2 separate regions of the Zea mays genome follow, and region 1 is linked to region 2. Evidence: chromatin contacts called from public Hi-C data. All regions are on one chromosome and are shown on one strand. The core of a region is the stretch at or near the end of the contact, and the rest is flanking DNA. Distances in the headings are between cores, read along the strand shown. Region 1 holds the start of LOC103655700. Region 2 holds the start of LOC542269 (ser/thr protein phosphatase 1).

The links. A called contact is a pair of places that touch in the nucleus more often than the background predicts.
Region 1: a contact with region 2 is called in a Hi-C map of tassel, with 1.8 times the contacts expected there. The contact joins the promoter of LOC103655700 here to the promoter of LOC542269 in region 2. A contact is called at or near these places in 3 of 25 Hi-C or Micro-C datasets (bundle sheath, ear and tassel).

What each region holds. Positions count from the first base shown.
Region 1 is chr4:176,191,816-176,194,706 of Zm-B73-REFERENCE-NAM-5.0, forward strand. It overlaps LOC103655700, which reads right to left and starts at 1,487. Exons shown (of 2, transcript XM_008682408.2): 1 at 1,371-1,487; 2 at 537-1,234. The coding sequence starts at 1,487. The coding sequence ends at 836.
Region 2 is chr4:176,058,609-176,061,345 of Zm-B73-REFERENCE-NAM-5.0, forward strand. It overlaps LOC542269 (ser/thr protein phosphatase 1), which reads left to right and starts at 1,373. Exons shown (of 4, transcript NM_001111871.1): 1 at 1,373-1,948. The coding sequence starts at 1,771.

The DNA of each region.
Region 1 (2,891 bases), core at 237-2,736, 130 kb after region 2:
ACAGTGACGACCAACAGGGTACAGCCCATGTTTCGACGAGGAGACGTGCATGCGTGACCACGAACGAACGAGTAGCGGATCGATCGACCCCAATCATCCATGCATCATGCGTCACCACGATCTGTACCAATTTTTTAGTCAATATTTTCACTAAATTTCATGTAAACCATGTTTTTTGTACAATTGCTGATGATCTATTTATGTATACCAAGGAAAAATTTATATACATCGAATCACATTTTACGCTTGAAATGTGCGCGCGGTATCATTTACGATATAAGCTTCTTGTAACTGCTGAAAGCCTCGAGAGTATCATTTATGCATGATATAAGCCGATAGTATTTTTGCCAACAATTGACAAATCTACGCACATTCTTAGTCATTAACCAATCTTGTATATGTTTTCCGATACTGGTACGACAATATTTTTATGAGTTGTACATATGATTTTTAAGGCATATAATTGTACAGTTCAACGACTAATGGTCGCTTTTTATTGAATTGTTTCACCCAATTCCGACATAAAATTATGACGATTAACAAACAATTTTATGATTCACACTAGCATAGCTTACACGTATCCACAACAACATCCGCTAATTGTAACTACCATAAAAAGATCTCCTAAATCTATGCGCTTGCACGATCTGCCGATCTGGGAGCACTGACGTGGTTGGGGGACCGTGGGTGTGGAGGGCGACCGTGGGAGCGCACCTGCCGTCTAGGGACTCGTGGGAGGAATCGGTGCGACCGGGACTCTTTCGGGAATTCTAAGTGTTAAATTACACAATCATATGTATAATCTGGTGCAGACAACTTTAGTATACTCTAATTTTCACATGGATCGAGGTTGTCTGCCGCATGCGACTGCGAGGATACGATGGAAGTTAATGCGATCAACTGTCACGTACGTGCGCACTGCGACTCCCTTCTCTGAGAGCAAATCCATCCAGCAGCCCAGCGTGTCCACGTCGGGCGAGAGCGACGAATGGAGGCGGAACGAAGATACTGGGCCCGGATGGTGGCCAAGGATCCTCGTCATAGCTTCCACTAGGTCCCATGGCTGCTCGGGTTCATGTGGAGGCCAGCCAACCCTGACTGTGATGAGTCCCTCGTCGTGGAGGACCAATGGGGCACTCTCCCAGGCGGTGTCCCGCGGAGCAACGGCACGCCGGTAGACGAAGAGGTCAAGCATTAAGGGGTCGTACTCCCCGTCAATCTTGGAGCCCGGCAGCTAGATATGAAAACAGATATTAATCTTTTATTATTATTATTATGTTGTTGTGAATAAATTAATACCACTGCCGTTCGCCGGTAAAAATTAGACAGGCTTAGAGCTTTTCAAACAAAATTTATCATGTAATTTGTACCTGCGAGAGGGCTTCCGCACAAAGGCGCTCGCGATTCTTTTTGTCAGATTCTCTGTCTCCGCCTTCCACAGCGACCGCCTGCGCGATGGGGGATTCCTTGAAGCTGCCCTCCGTCGTTTAAGTATGCATTCTAATAGACATATTTGGTGTAAAGGGGAAAGGTGTAAAAAATTGCTAACATAACAGAAAATAGAGCAATTGCCAATTAGAAAAGGGAATCTAGATGTACCTATTATTTTTTGGGACTTCAACACAGAAGAAACATTATTTGCATTAGATTCTCTGCATATATGACAGAAATTATGAGGCGGAATGATCAACACTAACTTCCAAGTCAATAGGTGTGTTGTTGTTTGTGTTAATTGTTGAACCCATGAATATATAACTAATTTAGTATAGATTTGGATATCAAATGAACTATTCCAATTCATAAAAAATCAGTTTACCTCTTTGGCTGTGTTACACAGAAATCGCTGGCTCCTATAGTCATGAACCTATTAACACAACTTTAGTTTGACAGTGTAGCCACAATTTTGATGCAGTTGCAGAGTTCAAATACTTCAGCATGAGCCAACAGTAACATAACCACTGCATAGTATATTGAACAATTGCTTTTGTCGTAGCTGCTGCGAGTACAATATGGCTTCAAACTTCATTCTTTGTACTGCAATACCAATTGGATTGGCTACCTGCAAAAGGATTTAACTCAAGTAGAAATGCTGATGATAATAGATTTTAGGAGTCCTCACAATAAGATCTATTATATAATCACAATATCTAGTCGTTGCAATGCAGCGAGAGCACTTTGTGAGCTTTGTTGTATACCAATGGTTATCATGCTTCACTTAGTATGTGATGCTATTACCAACAAATTTATAATTACCAAATCAATCCATTGGACAATAGCAGAGGTCCTACTAAGAACTCTTTTTGTTAACTTTGACAAAAAAATAGCAAAATGGTCTGTAAAATCTTATAGGATCCTCAACCATTGTACCAACCCGGGCAACAACATGACCATAGTACTTTCCCTTTGAATCAAACACATTGAATGATCAAATCATCTCCCATGATACCAGGAAAGCTGAAATATCCACATAAATAATCAAGTTTACTACTTTTATAAGATTAAGCTTTTGTTCTTAACATAGTAAGTTTGGACAAATATATAACAAATTGGGTGTAGTATTTAGAGCAAATGAATGAGTAGTAATAAAAAATAAGAAGTTGTGTTAAGAACTTAAGACTGACATTACCACATATCACATGGAGACCATGTAACCTGTAGCATCAATGTGGAACATTTATTGAAGATTCCTAAAATTTATGAGTCAATTAAGTACGACAAAAGGATGCGAAGGATTTGTAGAAAAATCCAAGGTGGCAGAAATTCCTCTATAATATGTGTGGCTTCTTATTAATTGTTCAGCTAAAACCAACTAAACAATAATTAAATAGGAAAGTATCGTAAAAACAAAGAAACATGACTCTCACAAAAAAAAATCAAGTGGATGCTTTGAG
Region 2 (2,737 bases), core at 123-2,622:
CTTGCTTGCATCATCACATACAAAAAAACAAAGTCTAGTTTGAAGAATACACACATACAAAACAATACAATCACCATCTTTCAGCTAGTGCTGGTGGTTGTGGTTGTAAGATGGCTGTCCCTTTAGACTAGTTTTGGGCGCATCTGCTGTGCAGAGGCAGAAGGTTCACATAGAAAGGAACGTTTTTTCTTCACCTATTTCACAGCCGGTGAATAACATGGAAGTTATTTCTATCTACGAATGTAAAGCTGAAAATTCCCAGTGTACCATTTGTCCTGCAACCTCTTCTTCCTAGCTGGTTTGAAATCTGAATAACTCCGTTTTGGTCAACTTCATGATGCCTTAACCATGTATACCAAGTGGCTCACACCATGTTGCAGCGTATGAGATTTTTTGCGGTCTCACACCAGAATTAATTTCTGTTTAGGGCTCCTTTGGTTCATAGGATTTTCAAAGGAAAAATGTAGGAACCATGAATCCTTTGGAATTAGCACTGTAGAGCCGTTTGGTTCGTAGGAAACAACCTGACGAAAATCTTTGGAAATTTTCCTATCCTCCAACTTCTATAGGAAAACCATAGGAAAGAAACAATCCACCCTGACCTCTTTTTTTTCTGCAGCTCGCATAGGATCGAGGCAAACAGCTGGTTATTTAGTCCGTGCTGAGCAAGCAACAACAATAAAAAATAGCACTTTGTAAATCAATACATACGTAAGCTATGATGAGTTACATTAACTACATAGTATACTCTAAGCATTCCTATGTTTGTCCTGTGTCATCCAAACGTCTCTTTAGGGATTTTTCCTTTGGTTTTGAATCCTCTGTTTTTCATATCAATTCCTTTCCTATTCCTATGTTTTTCCTATTCCTATGATTTTGGATTCCTGTGTTCCAAAGGAGCCCTTAGCGGAAACTACATGTACAGCGACCGCTTCAAGTGAGCTGATGGCGTTACAGTTGCAACTAGCAAGTAGCAACTGCCAGGACAGATGCATCAGTACAGGATGAGAGAATCACACTCAAGTCTTCCCAAGGCATAAATGCTTGCACCCAGATTTCCTACGAACATCAGCGTTGCCAGTTTGCCACTGATGACTGTTCTCTTCTTCCATCCCGAGGGATACTGCTATACATGCCAGACAGACCCGGAGCAACGATCTGTCAGACGAAAAGGAGATGTGGAGAGCGGAAAGAGACGGCGTCCATCTTCTTTTTTTTGTTCTTGTAATCTCCAACCAAGGACTCAAACACGTCAAGCAAGTAAACGGAGGGCCTAACCATAAAATGGCTTTGCCTTTATTCCAAAGTCCAATACAAGTCTTCCTTGGGGAATTAGCTCATTGAAGAGAGAGAGAGAGAGAGAGAGAGAGGGGAGACCCATTACCAATGCCAAGAACAAGAAACCAGAGAGGACAGCCGCGAATACAATCCGAATCCCCTCCAAAAACCCACCATACCGTCTCCCCCATCTGCAAGAACAAGATCAGGAGAGCATCCTAGGGGGAAGAAACAGGAGGGGGAAAAAGAAGCCCAGAAAGACCAACTGACCAAACAAAAAGGTGGCATCTTTGTGTCACCGAGGCACCGCCGATCACAGACCAAAGCCCGCTCCTCTGGTCCATCCCAAGCGTACAGCAGCCGAGATTTCTTCGATCTGCGCTTGCGTTTTTTTTTCTTGTAAAGATTTTAGTTTTCCCCCCTTCAACTGTTGCTAGCCTTGAGTCGCTGAGAAGTTTCGAGAAGGGTGGTGTGAGTGTCGGATAGCTCAAGATGGATCCGGCGTTGCTGGACGACGTCATACGCCGGCTTCTGGAGGTGAAGAATCTCAAGCCTGGGAAGAACGCGCAGCTGTCAGAGTCGGAGATTAAGCAGCTCTGCGCTGCCGCCAAGGAGATCTTCCTGCAGCAGCCCAACCTGCTGGAGCTCGAGGCCCCCATCAAAATCTGCGGTATTCCCCCCCTTTCCCGTGGCTCCTGAGCAATTTCTTCATGTCTAGGATCCAAGATGACATCTTGGGGACTGCTTTGGTTGGTCAACGGGGTATGGCGCTGTTTGGTCTTGCGCCTTTTTGGGGGAGGTCTTGCTGATGTCTTCAACCCGATCTTGTGATTAAAAGTATCCATTCCCAGTCATCCTTTTGACTGTCGTCATGACTTCAAGAATCGATTGAGGATTGGAATATAGGTGTGCATACATATGTTAGTAGCTGTTTCCGTTTGCAGTGGTTATGCTACTTGGAATAGAAACTCTCTGATTCTGTCTGCTGAAACAAAAGATGCTAGCTTTTACCATCGATCTGATGACCCTACTATAGATTTTGCACCTACCCTCAACTAGTGATGCTAACTGTTGAGGTATCCATGCTTTGGGTTACTGGTAAATCATTGCTGCACTTATACGGTGAAATGGCAATGTCAAATTCACATTTTAGATGGTGCACGAATACAGCACATCTTCAATCTTTCAGAGGGCTCCTGCTATTTGTTAGAAGGATGATACTGATTTACGACATGGTTGTGGTCAGGATATTTTGTGAAAATGTTAAACTGAACAACATAGATGCCCATGAGCATGCATCCTATTAGAAATGAAAGCAGACTACTTAGATGACAGTTCACTAAGGGTACTACATAAACTGGATGTATCTTCACTGTCCTGAACAGAAGTCTTGAATATTTAGTTGTCCGTATGTATTGCCGACAAAAATGCACGCAAGGGCCTTTTGTTGAGTAGCAGT